2 separate regions of the Xenopus tropicalis genome follow, and region 2 is linked to region 1. The links are chromatin contacts, called in public Hi-C maps. All regions are on one chromosome and are shown on one strand. The core of a region is the stretch at or near the end of the contact, and the rest is flanking DNA. Distances in the headings are between cores, read along the strand shown.

Evidence for each region. Hi-C and Micro-C count contacts between places; a contact is called where the count stands out from the background.
Region 2: a Hi-C map of gastrula embryo shows a contact between it and region 1, with 2.4 times the contacts expected there. The contact joins the promoter of phka2 here to the promoter of ppef1 in region 1. A contact is called at or near these places in 2 of 5 Hi-C or Micro-C datasets (gastrula embryo and neurula embryo).

The regions. Positions count from the first base shown.
Region 1 is chr2:45,005,222-45,009,036 of UCB_Xtro_10.0, reverse strand. It overlaps ppef1 (serine/threonine-protein phosphatase with EF-hands 1), which reads right to left and starts at 2,179. Exons shown (of 17, transcript XM_031896748.1): 1 at 1,945-2,179.
Region 2 is chr2:45,137,440-45,141,254 of UCB_Xtro_10.0, reverse strand. phka2 (phosphorylase b kinase regulatory subunit alpha, liver isoform) reads left to right here and starts at 2,010. Exons shown (of 33, transcript XM_031896750.1): 1 at 2,010-2,297; 2 at 3,678-3,815.

The DNA.
Region 1 (3,815 bases), core at 930-3,429:
TAAGTAAAATATATTGACCCTATATACGGATACAATTTTTGGTTGTTTTTGCACCAAATTCCTATACTGTAATTTGTGCTTGTGATGTGAGTGCTCTCCATAAATTTATACTTATTATTTGAAATCACTGCATGAGCTCAGAAATATGTCCAAAAATGTTAATGCACCCACAAATGCAAATTTATACCATGCAAAAAAGAAACCAAATATAAACAGAAGCACCGCCGCCTTTTCTGGGACCAAGCTCATTTAATATGGACTGAGGCAAAGTGGAAAATGTAAATTCTTTTTGGAAATTATGGGCACGGCATCCTCCTGGCTAAAGAGGAAAAAGACCATCCAGCTTGTTATCAGTGCACAGATCAAAAGCCAGTTTCCATGTTGGTATTGGGCTGCATGAGGGCACATGGCATGGAGAGCAATGGAGAGCACATCTGGGATGGCACCATTAATGCTGAATGATATATACAGGTTTGGGAGCAACATATGCTGTCATCCAGATGTCTTTTTCAGGGAAGGCCTTGTTTATTTCAGCAAGAGAATGTCAAACCCCATTCTGCGTGTATTACAACAGCATGGCTCTGCAGTAAAAGAGCCAGGTGCTAGACGGTTGGCATGCAGTCCAGACCTGTCACCCACTGAAAACATTTGGTAAGGAAAAATATAACAAAGCAAATCCCAAACTGCCGAGCAGATGAAATTAGGTCTGTTGGTCTCCTCAGTTCCCAAACGGTTACAGAATGCTGTTAAAAGAAGTGATGCAACACAGTGGGAAACATGCCCCTGTCCCACCTTTTTGGGAAGTGTTGCTGGAATCAGTTTCATTGTTAGTATATATATTTCAGAAAACAATAACATTTGTTCAGTTTCAACATTTGATATGTTATTGTTGTACTATTTGCAATTAAATATAGGGCTTAATGACTTGAAAATCATCCATTTTTTAAGAAATGGGGCTGTATTTTTTTCTTTAATATTAACTACTGTTTACAACTATACCTACCAATAGAAGCATTATAAGATATATCACAATAATGAGATCAAAGTCGACTGTGCTGCTTCTGCAAGCAATGCAGTTTATGACATGTAAAATAAAAAGGGTACTGGTGAAATGTCTACGGACAGTGCTGGTAAGCTAGGCGGAAAGATGGCAAGATTCCTGATAATCCATATTTACTTTAATTTTTTAAGGGTTTTAAAGAATTAATTATTTTATAAATGAAACTGTTAAATCACAGAGAGTAGGAGTTTCTAGCATCTGTCTGTTGGCTAATTCCTACCTGTCATTTCCATCTGTCACATTTCCCATACTCCTATTGTTAGAAAAATCTTAAAAAATAAATATAAAATAAAATATAAACACAACAAATAAATATGCAGCTCCCAATATTTCAGTAGGGCAGAAGTTTCTCCCTTACCTTACAGCATGCACACCCTTTGTTAAAATGTAAAAGACATAAATGATTTATGGTTGCCCAGGAATTCCTACGTGGACTATTTCTCTTCTTTTCACTTGGCACTCTGCAGTCCATTTGATGCCATTTTTGATTGTCCCCTTTAAGCAAACACTACCTATTTATAAACAGACGTGTTTATCTTTCTTGTCAAACACTATGTAAATGAGCTGGTCTTCGGGAATACAATTAAATAGAGTAAGTCACTGTAGTGCCGTGGGAGTTTCGGCTCTCTGTCTGCTACATTGAATGAATCAGGTCAGTAATAAGCAAACATGCTGGGAAAATGTACAGAATTCCATTCACACAATCACCAGGGCATGTATCAGGCACTAAGAAACACACTGTACCTGCTGTTGCGATGCTGAATTCCTTTGAAAACACAGTGCTCAGGAAAAACATTTCCTATCTTGCTTTCTCCTCATTCCCAGCCTAGAACAGGAGAAAAAGAGCTTGCAGATAAGTGATTGGGCTGTGGCTTCATATTTACCGTATTCCTTAATGAAAGATATGGTCTCCTCTTCAGACTGCCACTCCTCTTCTATTCACAACTGCATAAACTGGCCATTAAGATTTCCTTACTAAGCCATTTCTGCTTGTGTTACACAGTGCAGTGCCGCATCCCAAGCTGGCCTATTGACACCATTAAAGCACTAGTTAATTTTAGAGGTCTGTATCTTACGGAGGATACCCGACCTGTAGAAAAATAAGTAAAAGCACATAATCATTGGCAGTGCCTGTGCAGTCATGTGACTACTTCAGAATCCTTTTGGTAGGCAAATGAAGCCACATGAATACCAAATGAGACACTCACATTTAACCATTTGGCTGCTTTTCATATTCAGTTTTGCCTATGAATCTGCTAGTTACTTTCTAATCCAGTATTTCTGTGCTCTTAGTATGGACTACACACCAAACTCATGGTGTCATTAATGTTCACAAATGCAGTGAGGAAAGTGCAATTTTGTGTTTTTACCCACAATGCAGCATTCCCCCCCATGATTCCAGTGTTGTTGCATTGAGAGTTGTGTCTGACAGAATTACAGCTGATTCATTAAAATAAGTACAATTGTATTTTGTCCTTTGTTTCAAATCAGTTGCAGTTGTGTTGAAAGTTCAGTTGGTGTAATTTCCGGCATTCTGGTGTGTGAGTGATGTGTGTGTCTATTGTTTGCTCTGCGCCAAATGGCACAGGCTGCTGTGGGAACCTTGTAGCTATCTCCTGGTCTGGAGGTTACGATAATCAATAGGTGTAACTGCGCTCGATTGGGAACAGGAAGCAGAATGTTCAATGCCAAGTGTGACTATATGACAGTGACAGGAAATCCTTTTCATGCATGTACCTTTAATAAATGGGTACCTAATACCATACCACACCATTACCGTCTCGCAACTGACTTTTTGGGAAAATTTGCGTGACTGCAACTGCATTAGTGATCATATATTAACCCCTAATAAGTGTTATCTAGAAGACAGCTAGAAACTAAAATAATTACAAAAAGGATATTGTAACATTAACTTACTGTATATGTGTAAGTGTCAGATATTTCATTACATGGTTGTTCAAGTCAGGGGCAGAGTATTTCTTACCCTACATTGTTTTCTTTAAAACTGTGGAATCATATAAATTTGTTTAGAAAAGTATAAATAACGAGAGCCAAAAGTGAAAGGAAAACACTTATAAAACTAGATAAACTTTGATCTAAACAGAATGTAAACCTCATAAAGATTTAAAGAACTAAGTGGGTATTTACAACAGTAGTAGCACTGCCTTTCAATGAAAATTGCACAATACCCATTGAAAGTGTCTAAAACAATGTATAAAGGCTGTTACCTCTTATTGAGGGCATTTTAATTGCCGCAATTGGACATCCTAGCATAATAACCCTTACGGGTTTTGTTCAAACATGGGAAATGTTTGCACTATCAATGTGACCCACAGGCACCAATAAATATCTGCTTTCACTATTATCTGTCAGTATTTGAGGTTAAGGGCACTTTGTTCGCAACAGTTCTAAATATAGACAGACCAACAGAGACTACCTTGTCGTTTGTTGCTATGGGGTTCTTGTCTACAGCATCCATTGCCCCTGCTTTTGTTCATACATATGTTGCAGCTGATTTACTAATATAGGTGCTAAATTGCTCTTTTCATAAATCAGCCATTCTGTTCACACATTTTTGAATATCAACACAGGGCACATTTGCCTGTGGGCAATACCCCCTGGCAACCAATCAAATTGTTGCATTCACTGTTCTACCTGCAGCTGATTGGTTACTATGGGACACTGCCCATGGGCCAATTTGACCTGTGTTGATAAATGACCCCCATTGACTCTCTGGCAGCAGCTAGAAGCCACC
Region 2 (3,815 bases), core at 761-3,260, 130 kb before region 1:
AACTTATCTGTTATCTGCTATGTAACCTGTGCCTTTTCTCCTTTTTTCCAGCTTGAATGGCTGCCCCCGTGGCTACACAGCAGCTTATTATATAAATTATAGTAGTGTTACTGTAGCAAACACACAGTTTTACCAGTGCAGGGCAACAGTGCATTATATTTTTATTACTTTAAAGCTCTTTTATTTTTTGGTGTTACTGTTTCTTTAAGGCAAGAAGTGTTCTCCTGCATAATTGAAAATATTTTTAATGCCAGGGAAAGCTTTAATTTAGGTTCAAATTATAGCAGGCAGGTGACTTGCATGTTACTGCGGGTCAGGTGACCAGGTGAGCAGAGGCTAAATAAGGGTAATTCCTGAAATATCCTTTCTAGTGGACATGACTGTGCTTGCCGGAGCCTTTATGCATTGTGCTCCACATTACATTACCCCTCAGTCAGAAACTCCAGGTCCTGAGCTTAAGTATATTGTAGAAAACAGATCTCATGTATTTACAAAAGGAGAAAGGGCAGGGTGGGGAGATCTGACTCCAACAGAAGATCTGCACTACCCACGTGCGCCAACATTTTTGGTAGACTTGTTACCTGCAGTTAGTACTGATCTTTCCATGTACCATAGCCTAAGGCAGAATGTCCAGATCAGTCCAGGCTACCAGCTACAGAGCTATTATGGAAGTGGCACATAGGAAATTCTGAGCATGTTGACACCCACACAATTTTTAGCAAGGAAGGTGGACAGCCAAAGCCATTTCTCCCTGAATTTAATTTATCGATAAATGCCTTATTACACAGGTAATGGACTAACCTGCAAAGACCTGGTGATTATCATTCAAGTCAATGAAAGGGCAACAGTGAGCGTTTGTGTGCCCTCCAGCTGAACTGGAAATGGCATTGGCACCAAAATGCTTGCAATCTACCCCTGTGCCACTGCCTTTAAAGGAACTGTAAGGGTGAAGACACATGTTGCTACTAGTAGCAGCTACTTGTTGTGGCTACTGAAATAGGCAATGCTGATCATTTACTGATAACTGTCTGTACATGTGTTTTAGCAGAGGCAGTTCTCAGTATTGTCTATGACAGGGTATTTTTTTGGAGCTTTGTAGCTGTGAAAAAGTAGCTGCTACTAGTAGCTCAGTGTGTCTTCACCCTAACAGTGTTTAGTGTTGTCAAATGAGCAAGCAGAAGCTGAAGAAAGCCCTCTGCATGAGCTTTATAAGAACCATCCCTAAAGGTGGCCATACACGCACCGATAATATCGTACGAAACCTCGTTTCGTATGATATTCGGTGCGTGTATGGTATGTCGGCGAGTCGACCGATATCGCAGGAAGCTGCTGATATCGGCCGACTCGGCGATCGGACCAGTTGGAAAATTTTGATCGGGCGCCATAGAAGGCGCCTGATCAAAATCTCCCTTCAGAGCTGAATCGGCAGAAGGAGGTAGAAATCCTATTGTTTCTACCTCCTTACCTGCCGATTCAGCCCTGAATGGTGTGTGGCACATCTGACGATGTTCCACGTGTATGGCCAGCTTTAGGATATATATTTAACCAATAGCAAATTAAAAGTAAATCATAAACAAACAGAAAGGGCTTTTATAGTGTAAAACTATTCAAGCTATTTGAGCTGATGGGGTTGGTGCTTGTAGAGAATGATAGTAGATCATGGTTAATGGAGGGTCCTGGGTCCCTGAGAGCCCAAACCCACTGCACTAGGGAATAACTCACATTCAATTCGCTTTCCATCTCTAGAGAACATAAAACCCTAAGTACTGCACAGGACAAAACAGTGTGCATTGTAGTTGTACTGTATCAATGGTGTCTCTGCTATCAACAAGGAAATGGCAAGGTACCTCCCCCTGCCCGTGTGTCAGCACAACCTGTATCCCATTACCCCAAACAAAGCAGCGATATTCAGTCACCGGGAAATACAATGGAACGGATCCTACTCGCCCCTCACTCTCTGTAGGTTCCCGGGGGGGGGGGGCCTTTGAGACAGTGCCGGTGGGAGGGGCTAGTGGGGCTGGATGGTGCCAGATGACACACAAACAGCGGCAGGTCTATGGGAGATCAGATGATATATATGCCGAGGCCATAACCAGAGCAGCTAAGGAAGGGGACGCTGTGCGGCCAGATGATGCTGTTTTGCTTTCATTCTTGGTGGGAGCGACTGTGCCCGCTGGGTGAGCCATAAGCCGCTAGCCCCGGAGCCCAGAGAGTCACCTTGCTGAGTGCGGGGGATTGTGAGGCGCTGCCGGATCAGCAGGGAAGCTTAGGGCAAATCATCTGTGCGGATCTACAAGGTGAGCAGCATTAGCAGCAGGCTGTGTGTGTGTAAATACCTTTTATATACATATATTTATATATACATGGTGTGCTGTCATTCATTCGCTACAGACAGACTGCAGCACACGGACTAACAGGGTCAGCTGAGGGTGAGCTTACTCCTTACTGCTGTGCTACTGTACATTCATTAGTACTGGGATAAGCAGTGTTTTATATATTGCCCCAGTGCAATACTATATATATATATATTTACATTTTATATATTCCTACTGTATCTCATACCACATGGCACTTATATATATATATATATATATACATATATGTATTTATTGTATTTATTTATTATATCACTTGTCCTCCCTGTGCGTAATTTTGTATTCTGTAAGACTGTACAGCGCTGCGTACCCTTGTGGCGCTTTATAAATAAAGTTATACATACATACATACATACAAGGATATTATAAGTCACTGAGGAGTTCCATGGCCATATAATACCACCATGGAACTCTGAGGTGACTTCTAATATCCATGACCTGTATAAAAGGAACCTGCCATCAGCTTTTATACAGTCATGGAACATTTCTCTGACTTATAATATCCATACATTTTACTGTATGGTGTACTTTATAGATTGTAAGCTCTTTCAGGCAGGGCCCTTTTCACCTCTTATATCGGTTATTGGTTGCTTTGTATGTTAATTTGTATGTAATTCTGTAAGTATAAATCCTCTTATTTGTACAGCACTGCAGAGTATGTTGGCACTTTATAAATACATGTTAATAATAATACTTTTGGAATAATATTTTTTCATATATCTATTGTTACTGTCATATAGATGAAAAAAGTAAGCTTATATTCTAAAAAAATATATATAGTTCATGGTAATTGCAATATAGTCAGGTTTTGGATCTGTTATCTGGAAACCTGTTACTCAGAATGTTCAGAAATATGGCAGAAATTTGCTGAACTGTTCATAAGTATAGGGCAAAACAGATCTCTTTAATGCTGCTTTTAGGGTTGCCACCTGGCTGGTATTTTGCTGGCCTGGCTGGTAAAAATGATGCTAGATGCTAATGTTATTAACAGGGACAAACATAATAATAAAGAAAGGCCAGTATTTTTTTCCAGAAAATGAGGGCAGCCCTACTGCTTTGACTGAAATGATTCTTTTAAGGAGTTTTTGCGGTACCTTGGGCTGGACTGATAATGATACTGGCGATCTTCCTCAGCCAAAGTCAACAAATATTTATGTTTTAAATTTTTTGTGCACAGTCAGGCCTATGTTAGTATGAATATTCTCTCGGTCTGTTTGTGAGTGCATGGCCTTTCTAAGAATATTCCTTTCAGCGCTTTATTTTTGGAATCTCCTGAGTAAATGTTGGTGGTTTGCTTTTCAGGGTTACATGAAAGGCGGAGCTACAAATCCAATATCTGACACTTGTTTATTTTGGACTAAGGACCTCAGCTGTTTACCTCTGTCAGCGAACCCTGAATGAATGAGCACAGGCAGGGACATCTGACCAGCAGACGCTTCT